Regions from separate parts of the Mus musculus genome. Here regions 2 and 3 are each linked to region 1. A link is a contact called in public HiChIP or PLAC-seq and Micro-C data. All regions are on one chromosome and are shown on one strand. Each heading gives the region's core, a stretch centred on a gene start, on an enhancer-like site or on the middle of the called end of the contact. The rest is flanking DNA. Distances are from core to core; before and after follow the strand shown.

What was found. A called contact is a pair of places that touch in the nucleus more often than the background predicts. HiChIP or PLAC-seq counts read pairs in DNA pulled down with a chosen protein or histone mark.
Region 2: a contact with region 1 is called in a Micro-C map of embryonic stem cells, with 1.8 times the contacts expected there. The contact joins two enhancer-like sites. A contact is called at or near these places in 1 of 484 Hi-C or Micro-C datasets (embryonic stem cells) and 2 of 115 datasets of contacts at active chromatin or transcription factors (both in embryonic stem cells).
Region 3: an H3K27ac HiChIP or PLAC-seq map of embryonic stem cells shows a contact between it and region 1, with 5 read pairs. The contact joins two enhancer-like sites. A contact is called at or near these places in 1 of 115 datasets of contacts at active chromatin or transcription factors (embryonic stem cells) and 1 of 9 other capture datasets (adipose tissue).

Annotation. Positions count from the first base shown.
Region 1 is chr6:137,667,812-137,672,684 of GRCm38.p6, reverse strand. No RefSeq gene overlaps it. Among named protein-coding and RNA genes, the nearest start is that of Eps8, 21 kb to the right of the region's middle. Within about 2 kb of position 2,979, at least 4 of the 459 cell types and tissues checked have an H3K27ac peak or open chromatin away from gene starts, as enhancers often do. A contact at or near this core is called in embryonic stem cells, where this site is marked.
Region 2 is chr6:136,996,685-137,001,794 of GRCm38.p6, reverse strand. No RefSeq gene overlaps it. Among named protein-coding and RNA genes, the nearest start is that of Gm30055, 18 kb to the right of the region's middle. Within about 2 kb of position 1,549, at least 22 of the 459 cell types and tissues checked have an H3K27ac peak or open chromatin away from gene starts, as enhancers often do. A contact at or near this core is called in embryonic stem cells, where this site is marked.
Region 3 is chr6:136,929,320-136,934,314 of GRCm38.p6, reverse strand. It overlaps Arhgdib (Rho, GDP dissociation inhibitor (GDI) beta), which reads left to right. Exons shown (of 6, transcript NM_007486.5): 2 at 542-731; 3 at 1,972-2,055; 4 at 4,627-4,703. The coding sequence starts at 554. Among named protein-coding and RNA genes, the nearest start is that of Erp27, 9.6 kb to the right of the region's middle. Within about 2 kb of position 3,369, at least 191 of the 459 cell types and tissues checked have an H3K27ac peak or open chromatin away from gene starts, as enhancers often do. A contact at or near this core is called in embryonic stem cells, where this site is marked.

The sequences.
Region 1 (4,873 bases), core at 1,730-4,229:
GTTTCCACTGCATCTAGACTTTGATTGTTGTCTCTAAACATGTGATAAAAATACCTTTTCCAGTATAAGTCCTAGGGCAAAGTGACACCATAAAAAAAAAAAGACTCAGAAATCAAAATATGTCCTATAATTAGAACACTGTTACTAATCTCCACTCCAAATTAAAAAAAAAATGTTCAAATGACTTTAAAGGGAAATGTCAAATTGTGACTTTCTAATCTGTAAACAAAATAGTCCAAAGGCATAAATTTAGCATCATTTACAAAACATAATGTATGTAGTTTAATTTTAGATGTATTGACATTTCCAGTTCAGCTTTCTTCTGGAATATTTACAAGGATGAAAATTATTTTAATGTCTGTCCTAAAAGTATGGATACTTACATTGTGACTTTAATTTTTTAAACTGGGTATCTTTGGACTTTGATTATGTTATAAAGAAGACAGAACGTCCATGGGGGTGAACTCTGAAAGCAGAACCAAATTTTATCTATGGAGTTTAAAATTAAAGGTGGCTGCTTTCTTTCTTCCCTCCCTCCCTCCCACCCTCCTCCCTCTTTTCCTCTCTGCCTCCTCTCTCTCTCTCTCTCTCTTCCTTCCTTCCTATCATTCCATCTGAAGCAGGAACTTACATCTATTTGTTTTAAGTTTAGGTATGGTCTGCACCATTGCTTATCTGACAGAATACAACAGACAGGCTTAATGCTATGATAGAGTCTGGAGCAATCCTTAAGATACTGATGGTGATGATTTCCTATGAGAAAGTTTGCATCTGGAATCCAGCTGCCATGCTGTGATGAAGCCTGAGACAGGTCTACTGTAAAGAGGACATTTCCCTGAAGCACAGGGGCGTCCATGGCTTCGGCTTTGCTTTCTGCGGCTGCAGATAATGGGCGGTAGAATTAGCGAGAGAGAATGATAAAGAACTCACGCCCACTGCCCTGAGCCCGCGGTGGGGCAATGCCATGGGCATGTCGCTGTGGCCCTAGATAACTATGAGAACCAGGCCATGGGGAGAGAGAGAGAGAGAGAGAGAGAGAGAGAGAGAGAGAGAGAGAGAGAGAGAGAGAGAGAGAGAGAGAGAGAGAGAGAATAATGTGTGGAACGCCTTAGTTGTAATTGGCTGAATTTAGCTTTAAAACTCTAGTGGACATGGCAAAATGGCTCAACTCCCAAGAGTCTTGTGGAGAAACTTTGTGCCGCGTGGACCCCACACGGACATCCGCTGCTTATCTAGCAAAGGCTGCACGCCACTTTGAATCGCATCTTTCCTGCCTGCTGCTTGGAACTCAGGGTACACCTGCCAGACTAGAAAGGTTAGTGAGAGAGTGTTTGTGTGAACGAACGAATGTGGGCCCATTTTACCATTTATCTGAGGCAGAGGCAGGCAGATTTCTGAGTTCGAGGCCAGCCTGGTCTACAAAGTGAGTTCCAGGACAGCAAGGGCTATACAAAGAAACCCTGTCTCAAAAAACCAACCCCCCCCAAAAAACCCATTTATCTGCTTTTTGCCGTTTATGAATAAACAAAAGTATTAGAACCTTTCCCACTGGGTTTGAGGAATTTGTTTCCTCCATGCTTTACGGCCCAAATCGAGACATATACTCATGGGGCAAGGGCCTATGTTCTCAGACAATAGTCCTGACAGAATTTACAGAAGAGCGCCCCCTGTTAATAATACCTGCGAAGTGTTTCCACCCAAATCCATATGAACAGAGAGCCCGCATGTCATGATTGTGCCCTTATAAGAAAAGAGTTGTCCTCCTGACTTTCTTTCTCAATCCTTCTCTCCCTGTCGCAGATATAAGAGGAGTCATCTGTAAACCAGGAAGTGAGCCTTCGCCAGTCGCCATCATTCTGGTACCCTGGACGTCTAGCATTCACAACTATGAGCAAGAAAGGTTAAGGCCATTCCATCTGAGTTTTATTTTTTTAAAAAGTAGCTTGAACTGGCTGTGAACTGTACCAACTCCTACAACAGCCAACTATCTTGGAAGTGGAATCTTCCCCAGTCAAGCTTCCTCAACAGATACTGGGGTGGCTGAGAGTCACTGCCTCTCCCAAACTTGATCAAATTGCAGATACATGAACTAAATAAATGAGCACTGCTGTTTTAAGTTGCTAAGTTTGGGGTGACTCCGGAGCTGGCTTAAATACAGTTGTGAATATGCCTCAGTATAACAAAAAGCCACTTCAAATAGTGCATTTGCACTAAAACTTTGCTAGTCACATAGTCTCAAAAAAAATGTTTTTGCGTTTGTTTTAATGTTTCAAACAGCACTCACATGCATAATAATAGAGTTGCCTCTTTAACGTTTGGATCTTGCATGCGTGCCTAATAGAAATATAAGCAATTATTTCAGTGAACTCAAATGGAATGGTACATCAACTGTGCGCTGTTTTCAGGCATGCTGGCTGTAGTAATTGAATTCTACCAGTGGAGAACATTACTGTGAAGCTCAGAGACTCGTGGGCTGGTTTTCATTCTGTGGTTTGTACTTAGAAACCACTGATTTGCCAGGGGTAGTAATGCAAGCCTTAATTACCAGCACTGGGGAGGCAGAAGCAGGCTGATCTCTGAATAGGCAGGCTAGTGCGTTATGGTTTGCATATGCTTAGGCTAGGGAGTGGCACTAATTGGAGGTAGGGCTTTGTTGGAATAGGTGTGTTACGGTGGGTGTGGGCTTTAAGACCCTCATCTTAGCTGCCTAGAAGTCAGTATTTTGTTAGTAGCCTTCAGATGAAGATGTAGAACTCTCAGCTCCTCCTGCACCATGCCTGCCTGGACACTGCCATGCTCCTGCCTTGCTGATACTGCACTGCACTTCTGAACCTGTAAGCCAGCCCCAATAAATGTCCTTGTAAGAGTTGCTTTGGTTGTGTCTGTTCAAAGCAGTAAAAGCCCAAGAAGACCTGTTCTACATATTAAGTTCCAGGACATCCAGGGATACACAGTCTCTGGGCGGGGATAGGAGTGGGAACTAAAAAGCAAACAAACAAAAAAACCCAAACCTATGGATTTAGCAAAATGTTAAGACAATAGAGTAGACTCAATAACAAAGAAACTTAAAAATGCCCTGCTGTGGTAGATTGAATGAGAAAGGCTCCCATAGACTCAGATTTGAATAGTTGGTCACCAGGGAGTGGCACCATTGTAAAGAAATAGAAGGTGTGGCCTTTTGAGAGGAAATGTGTCACTGAGAGTGGGCTTTGAGGTTTCCAAAAGGCACTCCAAGCCCAGAGTCTCTCTCTTCCTGCTGCCTGTAGATCCAGAAGTAGAACTCTCAGCCCCTTTCCCAGCATCGTGGGTGCCTGAGTGCTGCCATGCTTCCTGCCATGATGAAAACGTACTGCACCTCTGACACTGCAAGCCACCCCAATTAAATGCTTTCTTTTCTAAGAGTTGCCTTGGTCATGGTGTCTCTTCACAGAAATGGAACATTGACTAAGGCACACTTGCTTACTCTTTTTATTAATTTTCTTATTATAGTTGACTATGCCCATGAATGTGTGTCTCTGTGTGTATAGATGAGTGCAGGTGCCTACAGAGGCCAGGGGCTTCAGATCTCCTAGAGCTGGAGCCAGAGGCTCTGAGCTGCCTGTTGTTGGTGTTGGGAACCAAACTTGAGTCCTTTGCAAGAACAGCTATCTCTCCAGTCCCTTTGCTTGTGTGTGTGTGTGTGTATTATTGTTTATTGGGATCTGAAATAAAATCTATATACTTAGTGAATGTGACTTTAACCATGATTGAATAATAGAAAAATTTTTATAATAATTGTGTAAGAAGCAGTACTTTTGAATATCCACAGTCACTTGAAATATGTTGCTGGAATACATCAAGGCCCTGGGAGAGTCAAGAGTGGTTTCTGCAGTGGGGACCATGCTGGGAGCAGCTTGAGCCTCCATCCTTACTGGGGGTTCCAATTTGGGTGTGTGGGAACCAAATGTGGCCTTTCTCAGCACAGTTTGGTCTTGGGGACTCTGAGTAGAGGCAGGCAGGAAATGAAGAAAAGACAGTGATAGAGACACACTCTAGCAATACAGAATCAGGCGGGTTATGTGCCATTAGATGGAGCTACACCTGCTGCTGACTGGAACTTCAGTAGTTTATATGTTCAGCACAAAAAGAGGCTTTAGCCAGTCACAGTAGGAGGTCTCTGTTTCCAGCCTATTTTCTGTCTGGGAGGAGGAAGCTGCAGTTGCTCAGTTTGTACACACGGATCCATCATCTTTAAACACTCATACTTAGGCCAGAGGAGGAAGGCTTTGCCAATTTCCACCCTGACCCACGTGGAGAAAGGCTTTGCTGATGTCCCATGGCCCTGGGGCATTGACCCTTGTTATAGCTGTGCCTATGTCAGCAATACAATCTCACTTAGGGCTTTGTCCACTTCCTACGGAGCAAGATGGGACATTGAGAAAAGGCATCCTCCTCAGCAAAAGAGAGAGGCTGCCAGGCAAAGTAGCTCCTTCCTTACTTCTTCACAGTATCTATAGGCTGTAGAGCAAGTGCTTTAGCCACCTTGCAACCATCAATCTGGCAGAGGACAGTGGTGGGAAGGAAGTCTCCTTTTTTGAGGTAGACTCATGTCCCACAGCCTGGCCTCAAAGGACGTCACCAAGGATGATCATGAATTTCTGGTCCTTCTGCCTCCCCTTCCCACGTGTGCCACTGTGCCCAGTTTATGGGCTATAAGGATCTAACCTAGAGCTTCCTGCTTTCCAGGCAAGCAAGTAGTAGCTGAGCTACTCCCCAGGGCCTCCGTTACCTTTCTTTCTCAAGTGGTCCTCTCCAGCCTTCTGTTTGAGTGAAATAACTACATGACTCACTTGATTAAGCAAGCTGTAATGAGGACTTCTGATGTAAAGGGTCT
Region 2 (5,110 bases), core at 300-2,799, 670 kb after region 1:
CAGTTGAAGACCATGTGTAAAACCTGAAGTTAACCTATAAGCCCCACCCACCCAGGAACCAAGTAACTTCCTGGAATGCTGGGAGTTGTAGTTCTTAGAAAGTAACAAAGCCTCATGGGAAAACATCATGGCCTTTCCATTTATAAGCCCCTGCAAAACTCAGCTGACCAAAACCCATCTTGGCTAGTATTTAATTAGAAGCTTGGCTGAAGTGGTGAAACTGGTTTTTCTCCAGCGAATTTCAGGGGCATTAGACATTCCACTTATTTACTTTCCTCCACCATTGAGCTGTGAGAAGTCATATTCCTTTCTCCTGTTTGCTTTCTCTTAATGAAGCAAAGGGTATAGCAGCAGTGAAATGCATTCCAACTTCCAGTGCAGCCCCCATTACATCGTATTGCAAACTCCTTGAACTCAAGAGGAGACAGCCTATATAGGTTTTGCTTTCTTTTTTTCTTTCTTTTCTTTTCTTTTCTTTCTTTCTTTCTTTCTTTCTTTCTTTTTTTTTTTTTTTTTTTTTGATAAATACAGTTAAGCGTACCCTCCTTGCCACTATGTCTATCTGTTATGAGGATAAAAGGGAAAATGACTTGGGGTGGAAAACTATGGCAGAACCCCCCCTTAACAGGAAAAGTTTTGCGGGGGGGGGGGGGAGAAAAAGTCTTTCTGAAGGCCATCACCCAGGTGAGCCTAGCTGCAGAGCAGGGACTGCCTAGTTCTGCTTTAATCTTCCTGCACGGACAGGGATCTCTCTGAATTGCTCTCCCAATAACTGGCTTTTGTGAGCACTGTTGAATCTGATTATATTCTGTCGCGCTAGGAACATCAAGACAGCTTAGAGCCTTTGCACAACCCCACCCCAGTGTAATTCCGTGCTCAGTCCCGGGCTACAGCAGAGCTTCGGTTGTGTCAAAGGCGATCATGGATCACCTGTTCACTCTGCTGCTTTCTGTGTCTCTGACAAAGGACCCGAGCTCTGTGAATTTGTTCTGTCTCATTGTCCCTGATAGAGATGTATTCTTTTCTCTCTCTTTCAGATTTGGCAGAAAAACATTGCCCGAGGCAGAGATTACTCTTATCGGACTTCTTTTCTGTAGCATTTCCCCTGATATGGCTCAGTGTAGAGAAGATGAGGCCAAGGCTCTCACACAATAGAGCTTTAAAATAACTAACAACGATCTGCCTTGTACATCTCGGTTGAAGTAGAACAGCTTTCTCTCTCTCTCTCTCTCTCTCTCTCTCTCTCTCTCTCTCTCTCTCTCTCTCTCTCTCTCTCTCTCTCTCTCTCTCTCTCTCTCTCTCTCTCTCTCTCTCTCTCTCTCTCTCTCTCTCTCTCTTCTGAGACAGGGTTTCTCTGCATAACCCTGGCTGTCCTGGAATTCACTTTGTAGAGCAGGCTGACCTTGAACTCAGAAATTCACCTGCCTCTGCCTCCCGAGTGCTGGGATCAAAGGCGTGCGCCACCACGCCCGGCATAGAACAGATCTCTTAAAATGAAGGAAAGCATTTGGCATGTTAAGTAAGAAATTTAAAGTCCAAAGCTCTTTCCCATTGTTCCAAATCCCCCTCCCCACCATTCCTACATTCTCCAAGGGGCCCTTAGAAGTGTTCACTTGTTAAGAGTTTGAATGTAGAGCCGGGCTTGGTAGCACACGCCTTTAATCCCAGCACTCGGGAGGCATAGGCAGACGGATTTCTGAGTTCGAGGCCAGCCTGGTCTACATAGTGAGTTCCAGGACAGCCAGGGCTATACAGAGAAACCCTGTCTTGAAAAAACAAAAACAAACAAACAAACAAACACCAAAAAACCAAAAACAAACAAAAAAAGAGTTTGAATGTAGAAGGCTCACAGCGCATGTGTTTTTGACAGTCCCAGCAGGTGGCGCTGTTTGGGAGGACTGAGGCGTCTTTACCTTGTGGTGCCTGGCTGGTGAGAATAGGGGATTTTGACCTGTCTGTGCCTGGTTCTGGCCTGTGTTCTCTGTTTACTATCTGTTCGCAGGTAAAATGCTTTGCCTTTTGTCTCCAGCACTCTAGAGCCACAGGGAGCAGTGGCCATCCTGCCATGGTGGACTGAAATCGCTCTGAAACCATGAGCCAAAAGAAGACCACCCTCCCCAGAGTTGCTTCTGAAGTGTGCTCGGTCACACTCCCACACTCCGGGGGGAAGTAGTTATGTCACTCTACATTCTCACATCAGACCTGTGCACTCCTCCGCAGAGTCCCCTCTTGGGAAGACAGACGGAGCAAAGGTAATATCCTATGGCTTCGGAACAGATTTAGAAAGCTCCCCAGATGCGTGTGGACAGAACTGAGTGGGACACTGTACAAAGCTGATAGGATCTTTAAGAGGTTGAGCCTAGAGGCAAGTCCTAACTCATCCGGGACATGCTGTCCAAGGGGGTTGTGGGATTCTGCATTCTCTGGCTCCCTGGACATGAGGTGAGTGGTTTTGCATCCCTAAGCTCCTACCACAGCGTGCTTCCTTGACAAAGGACAAGAATAATGGCACGAATCACTCAAGATCTGAGACTTAAAGCAGAGCTATCCCAAACCTTTTCTCTTTCTAAGTTTCACACACCAGATGCTTGTCACAGTGATTCAAAATGTGACTCATATTATCTCACGGGCAAGAATTCTTCCTTCCCAGTACACTGTAGGGTTTTCAAACCAGTGGGGATAGCTCATTTATCATCATCATTCACATCTTAATACTATTCTCAATGTGATGTTGCCATTAGAGTGGTCATCTTAGAAGATACACCAACCTTTTAACCCATTAACCCATCTCTTCCCCTCTTTTTATACTTATACTAATTACTGTGTGGCCATGCTGGCTAGTGTGTATTTCACTCCACACCAAACCAAGACTTTCAGGACTCTCCTGATCTCAGCCAACCTTCCTCTGTATATCTGACACTAGCATTCAGTGTAACTCCAGCTCCAAGAGATCAGATATTCCCTTCTGGTTTCTGTGGTTACCGGTATACAAGGCATACACACATACATACAAGAAAAAGAAAACAAGAAAGTATTCAGTAGCAGGACCCTCTGACTTGGAGGGTCCACACCCCATCCCTCCACAAATCTAACCACTAGATTCTAACCCTTTCCTTCTTCGAAGCTTGCCTTTGTGGGGGCTGAGTCTTGAGATCGGAGCATTTTGACTGAAATAAAGCAAATTATGGCAATTAAAGGCCTTGCCTACCTTGAAACCTTTTGCCATTCTTGGAGCCACTATTGGCTTTCTGCACTCTCTGCTTTCTTCCTTGAGTCACTGAATTGGGGTTTCTTACTATGAGATCTGAGAATAGCGATGGTTTGCACACAAGCTCCACTCTCTGGTTTTCGAGGGTGGAAACAGAGAAAGTACAAGAGGGGGAGGAAGGTTAGCATTCAAGCCAAAGCCAGAAACAAAGAGAACGCACTGTGGTGTCTCTGCGGCTGATGCCTGACTCCCACACTGCTGTATTCTACTGCAATTAAGCTCTCAGTTTCCAACTCTCTACAATTGTGCTCTCCAACGGCATTTCAGAAACAGGGAAGCCGGAGCCCATCGCACACCCTTATTTTTAGCATCTATTAATTGCATGAAGCAAAGGGCTCCTGTTGACATTTCCATACTTGCACATAATGTCCTTTCATCTACTCCCAACCTCCAGCACTCTTGTGATCTCACCTCCCTCTCGCCTCCCACACTCACAATGGTCCCCTCTGTCCTTTTCTTCTTCTCCTAGATCTCAGAGTGAGAGAAAGGATGGGATACCTGCTCTTGTAAGATTGGCTTAATTCACCGAACGTGATGACCTCAGATTCCATTAGCTTTCTTGGAGGTGATAGAATTTTGTTCTTTATAGCTGAATAATTGAGTTTATTTATGTACTGTATTTTATTTCATCGATGGACATCAGAGATTATTTCATAATCTGATAATATGTATCATATTATATATTATATTTGTATATAACATAATATATACATATGTATATTTTCATAATATTGTGAATACTGCAATGGTGAAAATGGGTACTCGGGTGTCTCTGTGGCAAGCAGAACTCAAAATGTGCTTAAAACCTTAAGTAAGAATTGACACGCTGATGGGACTGGGCAGGCAGACTGATCAGTCAGCGAAGTGGTTGCTACACAGGCATGAGGATATGAGTTCCTCTTCCCAGCACCCACATACAAACAACAACAAAGCTAAAAGCAGGGTACACATCCCTACACTGGAAACAGGGTCCCAGGTAGATAGATCACTGGAGCTCACCAGCCAGCCAGCCTGAGGTTCCGTGGGAGACCCTGCCAAAAACACAAAGTGGAAATGGGTAGATCAACACACCCAGGGTATGCATGTATTAATAGACATATATGTGAATGCACACACACACACACACATGTATACACACCTACACAAAAGAAAAGGACACAAGCTTTGGAGATACTAGAGAAGAACATACAGGAAATACGTCACTCTGGGCATTGATAATTACTCTCGGAACGCTGCTGTATCAGCTCAGAAAATAACAGCAAGAACTGATAGCTTGCATTAAACTGAATTTAAAATGCTTCTGCACAGCAAATGGAGTGACCCACAGAGTAAAGAGACGGCTCCATAAAGGGAGAGGGGCTTTGGAGGAGTGTGCCAGGTATCCATCTATCAGGGGCTTAACCTCCAAAATGCTTGAAGAGTCCAAACACTGAAAAATCAGTCACTGGACATGTCACCTGGATACTTTTCAAATTGAGTTTAACATGTTGATAAGTCCACTGGAACATAGCCAACATCCTCAGCCTGCAGCATGCAATAGAAGCCGTTTGTCATAAACAAGACATGATCCATAACTTTAGCTAATGCAGTGAGTGCACACAAAGCAGCCACCACCCTGTGGTTCCATTTCAGGTTTCAGAGTTGAAGGAGAAGGCTGAGGAGAGATGGAGTCCAGGGTCTGTTAGAATTCACTCACTCTGAGTCTCCTTCTGTGCCTGGTCCCTTTTCCCCTCAGCAAGGAATTTCTTTTCACAGTTTCCTGTTCACTGTTTCTTGGTATTTCAAAGGCAGCTGACTGACAAGCTGTGACAGGACATTTCTGGGGGACTCTGCTTCACTTCA
Region 3 (4,995 bases), core at 2,120-4,619, 740 kb after region 1:
GGCGTTACGGGTGGGGTTGGCACTCAAGAAGAACCCAGAACCCACCCGGTATCTGCTCTCAAGCTATGATTAACAGCATGGAGCAGAACCGTTCATACCCGCCAGGCAGGCATTAGAGGTCTGTTTTCCCCAGGGTTCCCCTTTAAGGTCTGATAAGTATTCAACGAAAGAATACATTAATAAGAAGAAACCAGCCTTTTGACCACAGATAATTGACCAGTGTCCAGAAGTCAGCAAAACTCAGATTGCGCATACTGGGAATAGCAATGGGGCTAAGCTAGAATGGTCGATCGCTGGGATTGTTTATGTTACCTTTCTTCACTGTAGTGCATGGCTCACAGAAAAGCTGTTCATTCTTATAGCTTTATTCTATAAGCAAAAATTAAGACAAGTCAGAGAAATGACTGGAAATACTATCTATTTCATGGAATATCTGTGTTGAGGAACAATTTGAAAATCACCGATGAATACAGATCTCCACTAAGGTGGTACCAGTAGCAACCCCAGCGCCTAATGAACCATCATTCTCTCTCTGAAATAGAGAGCAATCAAGATGACGGAGAAGGATGCACAGCCACAGCTGGAAGAGGCGGACGACGACCTGGACAGCAAGCTCAATTATAAGCCACCCCCTCAGAAGTCCTTGAAGGAGCTGCAGGAGATGGACAAGGATGACGAGAGTCTAACCAAGTACAAGAAAACACTGCTGGGAGATGTCCCTGTGGTAGCAGGTGTGTGCGTGTAGGGATGGGTCAGGGCAAGGCCTCCACGGAGACATGCAATTGCTGTCACCCACAGTCAGGAGCAAAGGGCTTCCTGGTTAGGTGGGTGAGGCACCATCTGTACCTGCTGCCTAAGGTCATGGATTGTATAATTATGTTTTCTTTGGAGCCTGTGTGAGAGTCAGAGGTGAAGCAGACAAAAATTACCCACATGGAGCATGTAGAACTTCAGACCACAACTGCACTCTATTCCGGTCTCCACTAGTCCCTACTTTTTTTCTCTCTCTTTCTTGGACGTTTCTTAACTATTCCTCTGTCTCTGTCTGTCTCTGTCTCTCTTTCTCTCTCTCTAGCACACACACACACACACACACACACACACACACACATACACACACACACACACACACACACACTGCCAGAACAAGACATGGCGACAGGCCTGAATAGACAATGTCTCAGTATTTGAGACTTATAATTAAGATGAGTCTGTGTCTTAGTTAGCAAGTTGGAGAGAAAAGTGTTTATTTGTCTTATGCTTCCACCATCACAGTGCATCAGTGAGGGAAGACAGGCTGGGAGCTCTGGGCAAAAACCTGGAGACAGAAACTGAAGCTGAGGGACATGGAGGGGTGCACTGGCTTGCTCCCCAGAGTTTGTTCAGCCTGCTTTCTTATAGCACCCAGGACCACTAACCCAGGGGAAACTCTGTCCATATGAGCTGGTCCCTCCCACAGCAATCATCAAGCAAGAAAATGCACTACCAGCTTGCCCACAGGCAAGTCTGGTGGGAGCACTTTCTCAAGTAAGGGTCACTCTTCCAAAATGATCCTAGCTTGTGCCGATTTGACCTAAAAGTAGTGAACACAATCCGTAAATGCCTGAATTAGAAAATTCTTAATTCTTCCATTTTTATAGAAATCAATAGTAAACATAGCGAGTCTGCCATTCTGTTTTGATTGCTACATATTTAAATTCCTCTTTATATTCTCTTTTATCATCCACAGCATGAAACACACACACACGCACATACATGTACACACATGCACTCATACACACATTTGTATGTGTACACACACACATGCCCGCACATACATGCACACACATGCACTCATACACACATTTGTATCTACACACACACACACACAAACACATGCGTGCACACACGCATACTCCCATGCATGCACTCACGAGCTCTTCTCCACTTAATGCCCTTCTGTGTGCTCATGGTTTCTTTTGAACCCTGCAGACCCAACAGTTCCCAACGTGACTGTTACCCGGCTTAGCCTTGTATGTGACAGTGCACCAGGACCCATCACCATGGACCTTACTGGTAAGTGAACACATCTCTACTCTTCAGAGGGGTCTAAGATGTCACAGGGAAAATTTGATCTTTGTCCCCAATTCCCACTGGAGAAAACTAGTCAGGTGGCTCTTGGAGATGCATGCACTCGTACCAGGCCACAACCATTGCATTCCCAGTGTCCACTGCTTTCTGTATTTAATGAAAAAAACCCAGCTCCTGACTCAATGTAGTGGAACAATTGAGAGTTGGACACCTTTTGTGGGTAAGTGAGTATTTGTGCACTATTCTGCTTCTGTATTCGTGTTCATATGAAGAGTACATGTGTGCATGCAAGTTAACCTCGGGATCTGCTTATCGGATGGGCTTGCTCAGCCTGTTTCCTCAAAGCACCAGGACCACTAGCCCAGGGGAACCATTGTCCATATGAACTGGGTCCTCTCGCAGCAAGCATCAATCAAGACAGGGCACCTCGGGCTCTCTCACGTGAGCTAGTCTGCCTGGCTGGTGAGCTCCAGGGCTCCACCTGCCCCCCCCCCTTGCTCCAGAGCTAGCATGCACAGCTTTATTTAATAAGGGGGGGATATTGTTTGTTTGTTTGTTTGTTTGTTTGTTTATTTATTTATCTCAGAACATTTTAAATGTGGGTTCAGGAAATACTCGTGCTTGCCTGGCAAGCATTTTATTGATCGTGCGATCTCTTCAAGCATTTTATTGATCGCGCGATCTCTTCAGCCTTCAGTTACTCAGTTGTGCAGTATTGACTTCAGATCTGTGCTTCCACGTGGTAACAGAAGAAACAGCTATTCTTGTAGGAGACAATGCAGGTGGAAATGCTGTGCGTGGCTAGACTCGCAGTACTTATATGGTTTGAACACCAGCGAAAGCGCTGATCTTATCCCAGCTATGGCCTTAGCAGAAGGCGAGGAAAGCCCAGCACCTCCTGAATAATGACAGACACTCCCCTGCTCCGCACACCCAAAGCTTAAAACTCTATTCCTAAACAATTTCTCTGACAAAAACCCCAAAATAATAATTGGTGTTTATTTCACCTTTTGTGACTAACAGCCAACTGCTCTCATTAGGCAGATCTTGAGGAGATGAGCAGAAACTGGGAAGGGGGGCTTCATGGGAAAATAATCACCTATTGGGGGTTGGGAAAGGGGTCATAAATCCAAATCAGGGGCATCCAAGGTAGATCTGTCACCAAAGTCAAAGCTTTACAGAAGCCAGAGGAAAGCACGGGTCGAGAGCAGTAAGTTTAGCAGCAGAGCTTCCTCTCACAGGGCGTGTGTGCTTTGCCTTATATGGATATTTCTGTCAAGGGGAGGAAATCGGGGCCTGAGAAGACAGGCTTCCTGTTCAACTGTAATCAGTAGAGCAGGCACCCGGCAGGCACATATGCATGGCCCCGCCCTGCACGCACACATGCATGGCCCCGAGCTGCAGCATCACCCCAGACAGAAACTCATTCTCTCATCCAGACTCAGGCCTCTTCCTGCACTCGGCTGTGTCACGTGGCCAGGTACAACTGTCAGTTTGCAGGAGTAGGTCTGGCGCTGCTGAGGACATGCCCAGACAGGACGGAGGACCAGGCAGAAGAGCTTGGTCTCTGTCCTCCTCTCTCAGAAGAGAAAACCTGCATTTCTGTCCTAAAGAAAGCGCTGAGCTAAAGTCATATAACAGTGTTTATGAAGTCAAACACTTTCCCGAAGTATACACGTATACATACACATACATACATATGTGAACACACATGCACATGTATATGCACACATACACAACTGAGCTATGCAGGAGTATTTGGAGGAAAGACTAAAGAAAGCATCGTCATAGCTTCCCTAAGCAGGGCCTAAGAATTAATGGCAGATCTCAGGGTTATGAACCCTAAAGCTGTTACAATTAGAATGTTCTTCCTTAAAAAAAAATGTTGTAAACGCAAGTCTAGTGAGTCCAAAGTGAGCACTTACTTAAATAATTATAAAAACTAAAAGTAGCTGTTAAAGCTAGGAAATACCATATATTATCAATTGTTAATATCAATTGTATGAATTGATGGAGGGAAATTTTCTTGAAGCCTATCAATTCTTTGAAAGCCAAAGGCTGATGCTTTTATATATCTATATTTTTATAATTCTTTGAAAGAAATCCTCATGTCTCCATCTAGCTATGTATATACATGAAGTTTTTAATAGACAGAATATTAGCTCAATTTCTTCTAGGCTGGTTGGTTGATTGACACTTTTTTTGTTATTGACAACAATAAAATATAGTTATCTTCCTGAGTACTGATTAGAAGTTAGGGGGGGAAAAAAGATTTATCTTCACGACTATTTATTGGAAAAAAACTGTATTTTTGGCATAGACATCAAACTTGTAGGAAAACCCTTTACTATGTTACAGTTTTGATTTTTTAATAACTAATTTGTAAGATTTGTAAGCCAGTATAGGGTGTGTGTGTGTGTATGTCTGTGTGTGTGTGTGTTTACACTAATCTCACACTCTTATGAATCACGTAACCCAGGTGGGCCGAGCAGAAGATGCCGAAGCTTGGCTTTCATTCTTCTTGGGGATAGTAACTTTGTAACTCCTCTTCTACAGGCGATCTCGAGGCCCTCAAAAAGGATACATTTGTGCTAAAGGAAGGCATTGAATACAGGGTGAAAATTAACTTCAAAGTAAGTATCTCCCCCACGGGCTCTTATCTTTCCTATAACCCATTTCTTGCATCCTTGTGCTGGTATTCTGTTGATGTCACTGTTGTTTTGGTGGTGGTTGTTGCTGTCCTTTCTCCAGCTTGGTTCTGGATTAAGCTGTGTCCGCTTCTGAGCTCTTCCTGTGGAGATCCACCCCTACTTCCCATCTTTACCTAGCAGGGATATCATCACCCTTTCTCGGAACTCCTGCTGCTTACATCCATGAGGCACACACTGCTGGGTGTCCTGCCGAGTCCTCCTTCCGCAACCTAAG